Linked DNA regions of Sus scrofa: region 2 is linked to region 1. The links are chromatin contacts, called in public HiChIP or PLAC-seq maps. All regions are on one chromosome and are shown on one strand. The core of a region is the stretch at or near the end of the contact, and the rest is flanking DNA. Distances in the headings are between cores, read along the strand shown.

What was found. HiChIP or PLAC-seq counts read pairs in DNA pulled down with a chosen protein or histone mark.
Region 2: a contact with region 1 is called in an H3K27ac HiChIP or PLAC-seq map of alveolar macrophages. The contact joins the promoter of BICRAL here to the promoter of RPL7L1 in region 1. A contact is called at or near these places in 2 of 5 promoter capture datasets (fetal liver and liver), 11 of 47 Hi-C or Micro-C datasets (embryonic fibroblasts, fibroblasts, heart right ventricle and 4 more) and 2 of 2 datasets of contacts at active chromatin or transcription factors (alveolar macrophages and skeletal muscle).

The regions. Positions count from the first base shown.
Region 1 is chr7:37,938,598-37,943,737 of Sscrofa11.1, reverse strand. RPL7L1 (ribosomal protein L7 like 1) reads right to left here and starts at 3,189. Exons shown (of 7, transcript NM_001123192.1): 1 at 2,873-3,189; 2 at 2,192-2,300; 3 at 1-149. The coding sequence starts at 2,886.
Region 2 is chr7:37,849,784-37,855,220 of Sscrofa11.1, reverse strand. It overlaps BICRAL (GLTSCR1-like protein), which reads right to left and starts at 3,068. Exons shown (of 13, transcript XM_021098729.1): 1 at 1,699-3,068.

The DNA of each region.
Region 1 (5,140 bases), core at 1,940-4,439:
ACAAAGGCCAAGGAATGTTTATCTGGCACTTCCAAGCCATGAGGCTTCACTTCCAGTCGTCTGAGGCGCACTCTGTCACGTAGTTGCCGCCAGGAATCATGTAGGAACCATTCCAGTCGTTTAAACTTGAGTTCCTTTCCTTTCCTCTGCTACAGAGAAGACAGACTATCACCACCACTTTATGTCTCTAATTGTCTTTACTTCTGCAACAGTCATTCATTAGTCACTATCGGTAGAGCTTATTTGCCCTCTGTTCTGGAAAAGGGACCAAACATCCTCTATTTTTTTTTTTTTTTAAAAAAACAGCGAACCTGCCACAGACTAGGGGTCAGATGGGAGCTACAGCTGCCAGCTGTCATCACAGCCTTGGCAATACCAGATCTGAGCTGCATCTGCGACCTACACCACAGCTTGTGGCAACCCTGGATCCTTAACCCTCTGAGTAAGGCCAGGGCTTGACCCTGCACCCCCACGGAGACAATGTCAAGTTCTTTTTTTTTTCCTTTTTGTCTTTTTAGCGCCGCTTCCGAGGCAATATGGAGGTTCCCAGGCTAGAGGTCCAATTGGGGCTACAGCTGCCATCCTGTGCCACAGCCACACAGGATCCAAGCCGCATCTGCAACCTAACCACAGCTCACGGCAATGCCAGATCCTTAAGCCACTGAATGAGGCCAGGGATCGAACCTGCAACCTCATGGTTCCTAGTGGGTTTCGTTTCCACCACGCCACAATGGGAACTCCAACGTCAAGTTCTTAACCCACTGAGTCAATACAGGAACTCCCATCCCTTTTTTTTCTCTTTTTTTTAGTTTTCCCAGCATCATTCGTTTTTTAAAATGATTTTTTACTTTTTCCATTATAGTTGGTTTTACAGTGTTCCGTCAATTTTCTACTGTACAGCAGTGACCCAGTCACAAACATACATACATTCTTTTTCTCACATTATCCTCCATCATGCTCCATCATAAGTGACTAGATATAGTTCCCAGTGCTATACACTAGGACTTTATTATATAATGGAAAAACCCACTCTGGTGGTTTTGTGGGTTAAGGATCCAGTGTTGTCACTGCTGTGGCGTGGGTGTTGGGGAGGGGAAACAACACCAACATACTCAAGTAAAGGTGAAATTGAGAAAACCTGAGAACTACTGGGGACAGTCCTTGTTGAATAAGCAAAAAACCAATTAGTTTACACACTGTCAGTCAACGTTTATTGGAACATAAGGCATCATAAAGCTCATGCCTCCCAAATATGTATTTCTCCAAAACATTTGGCAAATAGCAAAAACTATTTCAGAGTCCTGTTGTGGCTCAGCGGGTTAAGAACCTGATCAGTATCCATGAGGCTGTGGGGTCAATCCCTGGCCTCACTCAGTGGGTTAAGTATTCTGCATTGTTGTAGCTGTGGTGTAGGCCAGCAGCTGCAGCTCTGATTAGACCTCTGGCCTGGAAACTTCCATACTCCATATATGTGGTCCTAAAAAGAAAAACAAAACAAACAAAAAACGCAAACCAAAAAACCTGGTACATTAAAAAAAAAAAAATTAGAGTTCCCAATATGGCACAGCAGGTTAAGGACCCAGCAATGCCACAGCTGTGGCTCAGACTGGAATCTTGGCCCAGGAACTTCCATATGCCATGGATGTGGTTGAAAAAAGTAAGTAAAATTTTTAAGTTTTTGGGAGTTCCTGTCGTGGCTCAGCAGAAATGAATCTGACTAGTATCCATGAGGACACAGGTTTGATCCCTGGCCTCACTCATTGGGTGAAGGACCCGATGTGGTGAGCTGTGGTATATGTCACAGATGTGGCTGGGATCGGGGGTTGCTGTGGCTGTGGTGTAGGCCGGCAGCTGTAGCTCCAATTTGAACCCTAGCCTGGGAGCCTCTATGTGCCACACCTGCCGGCCTAAAAAGAAAAAAGAAAATTTTTTTTCTTTTAGGTACACAAGCATGTTCTCGAATCCCTTGGTATGAACCGGAAGGAACACTCTCCACTGGCTTTTTCCTTAAACTCTACTCCAGTATTTTGCCTGCAGAAAGCATTTGATACATACTTGCTTTGTTTAGCAAATATGTATCATCCAGCTGATGGGGGAAGCCGACTGTCAGTACCAAATTAGTTCAACATGTGCTGGATAAAACTCACCGAACACAAATTCTCATTCCTTCCACCTGGTTCCCCACTATTACCTCTTTCTTTTGCAAAAGCGCTTGCTTCGCCTGTGTGGCTTTGAGGGCCTGATATGCCTTCCTCTTTTTCAAGAGATTTTCTGGAACCAAAGGGATCTTTTTTCTTTGCCTGAGAGAGAAAATGGAGAAAAGCGATAGTATTTAGGAAACAAATCTGCAATGCGTTTCCAAACGACAGCTTGGGCTTCGCAAACATTACTGTCTAAAACCTCCTAAGGACCGCGCTCCCACCCCGCCACCTGGCGTTTCTGACTCCAGTTCTCAAAAGCTTTCAAGAACCATGAACCCCTTAGCCACTGGTCCTCGTATGTCAATGGAGCTTTTACTGTCATAGCCTTTTACAGATACCACCAGCGATGAGATTCCGCCCCGTGGGGTTGGGGCGGGTGCGGACCCAGCTGCAGAGATAATACTTAAGTCAGGCTGGGGAAACCCACCCTCCAGCCCGCAGCCTCAAACTCATTCCTCACCCCTTGAGGTAGGTAATCCGAACCTGACAGAGGCCCCATCCGCCCGCCCCAGCCCAACACTTCCTCCCTCCTCCTTCGATAATCTGGAGCCTTTTCTAAGTCTCTCTTCAGTCCACAAGGATCCTTATTTTCCGCCACCGAGAAATAAATACTGAGGATGGCACCAGATGCTCAGGGCACCACCCAGAATCTCAGAGCCCCTGATACTCACTCCTCCTCCGCCATTTTTCCAGCGCAGCTGCTACTGCTCAGGCGTTGCCCCACGCATGGGAAGGAACCTCTCTATGGTCTCTCGACCATAGAGATGTCTACTCTAGCTCACCCCAGGGCGAGCGGGTAGCCTGCGCCTTCTTAGCAGCAATGAACTGCTGAAGTTTTGCTAACCCTGATTCCTATCAAAAGTGGCTCAAAGCTTCCTGGGCGCCGCTTAGAAGCTTTTTAGAGCCCGGTCATCTTCAAAGACCATCCCTTTTTATTTCAGCTGTATTCTCATATCGCCGGAAGCCTGGTCACAAACGAGGAAACGCTTCCCACCGACTTCCGGTAGGGAGTGAGGTGACGATTTTCCGGTTTCTGCTCGCTAGGCTGCGCTTCTCCCGGAAGGCGACTGGCGGGATCCGGTATCCTTCACCTGGTGCGGAGAGCTTGGGGCTGCAGCTTTGGTTCTGTGTTGGTGGAGGTGTGGACGACTTAGGGTGCTGGCAAAGGCATCTCTGATTCCCTCGGCCTGGCTTCGTCAGTGGGTCCCTGATCAAGTGGGTCCCTCTATCCCTTCGTTTCCCTTACCCAAAAAGTGGACGTAATAGCGAATCTTGCCTAATAGCCTTGGGAAAGTTATATGAGCTGCTCCACATAAAGCGCTTAGAACAAAGTCCAGTAAGCAGTTAACACTGTGTTAATTATTATTCCTGCTGTACCGAAAACGAGAAATTGCAACTTACGATTTCAGAACTCCCTCATAATAGCTCTCACCACCTGGAATAGGTTTCCTTCTCTCCTGCTCTTCAGAAAGAAATAAAAACTCACGTGTTGTCTTTAATGGAAACCTCCAGACCAGTGTGTCTCAAGCATTAATGTGCATAGGAGTCACATGAAAATCTTGTTAAAATCACGTTTTTATTCAGGAGGGGCGGGGAGTCAATATTCTGCATTTTAAACGTGATTCAAAGTGATGGGGATGCTTCAAGTGCATTTTGACTAGAAGGGCTTTTTCTTTTTCTTTTCTTTCTCTTTCTTTCCTTTGTTTTTTGGCGGCCCCCTCAGTATGTGGAAGTTTCTGAGTCAGGGATCAAACCTGTGCCACAGCAGTGACCTGAGCCACAGCAGTGAAACACTGGACCTTAACCCGCTGAGCCACAAGAGAACTCATGACTAGCAAGTATCTTGAGAAGTCTCTCCTTTTTCTGAATTCCTTCAGCATGTTTATTTTTTAAGAATTCCTGTAGTGGCACAGCGGAAAGAATCCGACTAGAAACCATGAGGTTGTGGGTTTGATCCCTGGCCTCACTCAGTGGGTTAAGGACCCGGTGTTGCTATGAGCTGTGGTATAGGTCAAAGAGGTGGCTCGGAGCTGGCGTGGCTGTGGCTGTGGCGTAGGCCAGCAGCTGTAGCTCTGATTCAATGCCTAGCCTGGGAACCTCCATATGCTGCAGGTTCAGCCTTAAAAAAAAAGCAAAAAAAAAAAAAAAATTTTAAATGTTTCTCGGCATTATAGGCTTTTGGGGCCAGATAATTCTTTGTCCTGTTGGTTGTAGAATATTTTGGCAGCATCCCAGGTTTCTACCCACTGCATGCCAGTAGCATCTCCATCCTAGTGGTGACAAAGTTCTTGTCTCCAGGCATTGCCAAATGTCTAGCACAGTCTATGTATATTTATGTTAAGGTCTAAGGCAATGTCACTGTTTGACAGTCAGCACTTAAAGGCATCACCACAGACTTTATCCTGTATTGTTTGGTTTATTGTTTCCCTGATTAGACAGGGTTCTCTGAATGCAGGGAAGTCATCACATCTCTGAATCTTCTACAGCACCTCTCACAACAACAGGCACCTGCAGGGGCTGGTTAACCATCTAAACTCAAGGCATCACATTGGTATGTGCTATGCATCTAAGACAACCAGAAAGACAGTGCCATGCGCAGAATCCAGAACCTGATAAATAAATGTCAAAGGACAACATGGCCTTCAGAGTCACCAACTGTGGCTCAAGCCTCATGCTTACTCTTTCAGCATCTCACCATGTGTCTTAGTTTGTGAAAAAGCAAATAGAGAAGGGACACTAAAGTATAACAAATTCATTAAACAGTAAAAAAGGAATGAAAATAAGTCATTATTTTGTAATATCCTTTGTCTATAGATAAAAGGTATTTCAGAGGTATTAACAATGCAACAATACTCCTGGCTGAAAAAAGACTTGGAAGTCAGGATTCAGGCAAGGCTTTCCAGTGCCAGCAGATGGTGCTAGGAGAACACTTATTTTCG
Region 2 (5,437 bases), core at 1,819-4,318, 88 kb after region 1:
TTTTGACGAGGGGGGAAGCAAGTTCAGGGAGGGAACCCCTCGGCTTCAACGCCCGATCCTCAGCCCACGTCCTCGCTCAAAAGCAAATGGTAAAAGCAGCAAGACGCCGGCGCCCCCAGTCCCTTCTCGCTCTGAGCCGGCGGCCTTGTCTTTTGGGTCTGGGGACACCGGGAAGGACCATGCTACGCGGCCCCCGGCCCAAGTACGGCATTCGGCCCGGGAGCGGAGCCCCCACACCCCGGACCTCCAAGCGCTGGGGCCGAGAAGCATCCACGAAGGGCGCCGCCCGCGCCGCCAGGAAAGATGGCGCCCGCGGAGCAACTGCGCCACCAGCCCTGGCGACGGGCCAGGCCCAGCGCCATCTTAGCGCCTTCCAACCGCCCCCACCCCACCCCACCCCCGCAAGAGCCCGCGTCCCGGCCGATGCGGGGGACGCGAACCGCGTCGGGCCCGCGCAATCTCGGCCAAGAGTGCCACCGAGCTCCCGTCTCTTCGGACCCGCCCCGCGGGCCCCGCAGCAGGCGCCTGGCCGGGCCCCGGGTCCTCCGCGCGGCGCGAGGGCTTGTTCGGGCCCGGCCGCGGGTCGTCGGTGGTGCTTCGGGCCCAGGCAGCGAGGCAACGGGGAAAGGCCAGTCCCGCCGGCAGGCGCGCTCCGGGAACCGGGCCGGATAGGGAACCGGGCACCGGGCCGGGGTGGTCGGCCGGCCCCAAGCTCTCCCGGCCGCGGCCGCCCGCACAAGCGGCGGGAAGGAGGAAGCCAGGAAGAAAAATAAACCCCGTCTCCGCCGCCGGCTCCCTCCCGCCCGCTCCCCTCCCCCCTCGGGACGCGGGGTCCATTTTGCCGAGAAGAAAGAAAATGCGATTCACACCCAAGAGCTTCCGAGAGAGAAAAGCAACGAGGGGGGGAAAACCGAGGGGAGGAGATTGGAAAAGCTTATTTTTCTTCCTCGCCCGCCGTCACTCCTGGCCCTCCCTGCCCCCTGCTCGCGGCCCCGCCGCGCCGTCCTCCCCTCGCCGAGCCCCGCTCCCTCCTTCCCGGCTCCCGGCGGCTCCGGGGGGGCGGAAAACACACTCACACTCGCGCACACAACTAATTTTAAACCGGCTCAATCAATGAGTCATTAAAAGGCTTCCCTCCCCTCTCCTCCCCACCACCAACCGCCACGCCACCCCCCTTCCCAGGCTCTCCCTCTCCCCGCTCCAGAAATTTGCATCCGCGGAAAAGGAAAAAAAAAAAAAAAAAAAAGGCGCCGGGCCCCCACCCCGCCGAAGCGCCCCCAGCCCGGCCCCGCCGCCCCCTGCCCGCCCGCGCCCCGCCCGAGACACTGAACTTGGTCTTCCCGGGGCCCGGGCATCGCTGGGAAAGACATAAACACTCGATTCCCCTTTTCTCCGTGTCCATTAAACATCCACCCACCACCACCATCACCCACCCACAAACCCACCCCCCCCAAAAAAAAAACACAGCCTTAGCCAATAGCTCTCTGGGCTGAAACCTAATATCCTGGTTTTGGCAACTCGGTGTTTAATTTGCTCCTCTTTCTTTTCTGTCTGTCTGGAGATAGATCTCCAGCCCCCCCTCCCTCGCTTTTCCCCTCCCCGAAGGAAAGAGGCAGAGGAAGGAGGTTGTGTGTGTTTTTTTTTTTTCTCCTTGAAATTTTTATCACAAAATTATAATACACTCAAAGGGAAACTCACCGTCATGAAAAAGCAGTGCCTTGTCAACGGGGTTTCTGCGCCATCGCACCAGGGGCGGCGGCGGCGGCGGCGGCGGCGGGCGCGGGGCGCGGGGCGCGGGCGCGGGAGCTCCCGGCCGAGCGGCGCCGGCCACACGCGCTCCGCTCTCTCTCTCGCTCACCCCCGCGCCGGGCGGCGGGCGCCCGCTCCCCGCGCCCGCCCGGCCTTCATGCTCTGCGCCCGGGCAAACCGCTCGCCTGCTCGTCTACCTCCAAACTTCGGTTCTCGCCTAGCAAAAAACGTGGAGATTAGGATTTTTTTAATTAAAAAAAAAATTTTTTTTTAAGAAAACCCAAGCTCCAGAGCTGTTAATTCCTGTTTCCTTTGGGATTCTTTTTAACTTCAAGAAATGTAGTGGTTTATTCAAGAAACAGGGTTTTTTGGCTTTTTTTTTTTTTTTTTTAAGATCTACAAGATGCGTGCTATTCTCCGCAGGCGCTCTGCGCGCACACACACACACACACACACAATCCAGTTTTAGCTGGGGGGAGGAGAGGCAGGAGGGGAATTTAAAAACAAAAAACACAGTATTTCTTTATAACTCTAATTAGAACAAGTCCCAGTAAATACTTTTTTGCATATGCTTAAATAAAAAACCCGAAAACATCACTTTTAGTTATTTGGCAAATAACTGATTTCATTCTAACTTTTAATTCTACTAAGATTTCTTTTGCAACACCCTCTTTCCATTCCAGAATGCTGTGAAACCTTATCTGTAAACCTGTATGTCAACATTGAAAGGTAGGAAAAAAAAAACCAAAAAACCAACTGTAGTGGCCAAGATGAAGGTGAGGAGCTAAGTCACTCTCAAAACGTGCAATTCCAACTGCTTTCTTTTTATGTAGATACTTTTATCCCACATTTGTGGAATCTTCATGATGTGATCCCCAGTCTTAAAAAGAGAGCTACCCAAAAATCCAGTGAAATAGAACAAGTTTAAAAAAGAGCAAGCTACCCAAACTTTTAACACTATTTAGTCAAGTATAATTACCACCCGTTTTTAATCTCAAATCTCAAATTGTTGAGATGTCTCCATTTAACCATCCAGCACCCACAGCATATAAATAAATGTGAATTATGACAATGTGGATTTTGGGTGGGTGCCTTTGTGGTCTAGGTTAATTACATTTACTTTTTTCCATAAATGCCCACAAAAATATGGTGGGGGTTTTGTTGTCTTTTAATTTAAGTAACCATCAAGGTAAAAGATCAATTGTACAAAAATGTGATTCGGATTTTTAAAAATACTTATGTAATCCCTAGAAATATCCTAAAATTTTAAATTATTTTGTACTACTGGAGTTCCCCTCATGGCGCAGCAGAAACGAATCCGACTAGGAACCACGAGGTTGCAGGTTCAATCCCTGGCCTCGCTCAGTGAGTGGGTTAAGGATCTGGCGTTGCCATGAGCTGTGGTGTAGGTCGAAGACTCAGCTAGGATCTGGTGTTGCTGTGGCTCTGGCATAAGCTAGCAGCTGTAGCTCCAATTGTACCCCTGGCCTGGGAACCTCCATATGCCATGGGTGTGGCCCTAAAAAGACAAAAAAAGACCAAAAAAAAAAATCCAAAAAAAAAAAATTTAGTTTGTATTACATATAGCAATGAAGTTCTACTGATAAACAGAAAGACTACCCCAGATAGTTGATGGGTTTAAAATAAAATTATCCCTAGATTTAAATTATTTAAGTGAAACTGTTCTCTCTCTCTCTGTTTTTTTTTGTTGTTGTTGTTGTTGTTGTTGTTTTTAGAACCGCAGCTGGGGCATAAGGAGGTTCCCAGGCTAGGGGTCAATCGGAATTATAGCTGCCAGCCTCTGCCACAGCCATAGCAATGCAGGAACCGATCGGTGTCTGTGACCTACACCACAGCTCATGGCAACGCCGGATCCTTAACCCACTGAGCAAGGCCAGGGATCGAACCTGTATTCTCATATTCTCATGGATGCTAGTCAGATTCGTTAACCACTGAGCCAAGACAGGAACTCCTAAGTGAAATTGTTTAGTTTCTAACATAATATCCCCTTAGCATTAAAAAGCATAATGGTATCACCCCTTGTTGCTTTTATAAGAATACTGTAACTGTGCTATTTTATTGCACAAAATAAATATGTCAAGGTTGGCATACAATGTTGTCATATTCAAGATAAAAGATCTTTTAAAAAAACAAACCATATCTTGTTCCAGTTACTGCCACTCTGTCATTAACCACTTGTGCTTTGTATTTAGACGCCTTAATAATACAGTCAGTGATTTAGTATCACATAGTATCATCGAGGTGTTTGCTCAGAACGTGTGTAGTGTCGGTCACATTCAGCCAAGGCCTTCCTGGAACAGTAGTCTTTGCATACATTAGCATATTTCTCTACACTTGACAGTTGGACCAAGCAGTTTTCTAATTGGCTTGGGAAATTTTTAAACATGTTTCAAAGTGCCTTTGGATTGGCTGGAGTTTTAATTATAATACACGTTTCAAAGAATTACATTTCAATAGATTCCATGGATTATTCATCACAATTAGGGCCCACCAAGCAAGTTTTACAGCTGTTGCTCCACAGCTCCAATGAAATATTAATAGATTTCAGAAAGCTTTTCTCCTAAGTAGGCCAAAACCCTTAAGAAAAACAAATCTGACCTTATTTTTTGCTTTTTAGGGCTGTACCCTCCACATATGGGGGTTCCCAGGCTAGGGGTTGAGTTGGAGCTACAGCTGCCAGCCAACACCACAGCAATGCAGGGTCCAAGCTGCATCTTTGACCTACACCACAGCTCACAACGCCTGGATCCTTAACCCACTAAGCGAGGCCAGGGATTGAACCTGCAACCTCATGGTTACTAGTTGGATTCATTTCCACTGCTCCACAACAGGAACTCCACAAACCTGACTTTAAAAGATCACCCAACAAAGCCGAATTTATACACTCCTGAAGAGTATAGGGCATTGTGAATTTTTTCCACAAGTGTCTAAATATAAGAGCACCGACATTTACTGAGGGCCTACTAGGTGCTACCGGGCATTATTCGAGATACTCTAATATTCTATCCTTGCATGAACCTTCATGCTAACCCATAGAATAATGTTTAATTATCCAGATTTTTTTTGCAGATGAAATCTCCCAATGTTTCAGTAATTTGCCTAAGGTCATCAGTCTAGTAAGAGCTGCTGGGGGAGCCCAGGCCTAGTTGACGTCACAATTTACCCTCTTTTCAAGTCTCCCAAAGGATCATGGGAACAAGAAGTTCTTGCTGTTTCAATATAAACCAAGTTCAGTGGTGTAGTACAGGCAGAGGGGACCACCCTTTAACGAGGGAAGACCTACTTTGACAATGCCAGTTTTCAAATCTAATTTAAAATATGTGGGGAGGGGGCTGGTCACAAGATACTGGAATAGCAGTAAGGAGAATCTCAGATTCACCAGGTAACAGCAAATTGAAATCAGTTAGTAATAAAACAAAAACAAAATTTTGGCTGTGCCCATGCATGCAGAAGTTCTAGGGCCAGGGACTGAAGCCTCACCACAGCAGTGACCTGAGCCACAGCAGTGACAAGGCCAGACCCTTAACCTGCTGAGCCACCAGGGAACTCCAAAAACAACTTAATTTTTTTCCCATATGAATTAAAAAAATTTTTTTTAAATAAATGATATGCCTTTGTACATAAACTTTTAAGTTATGGTTTATACAGACAGGATTTGGGTATCTGA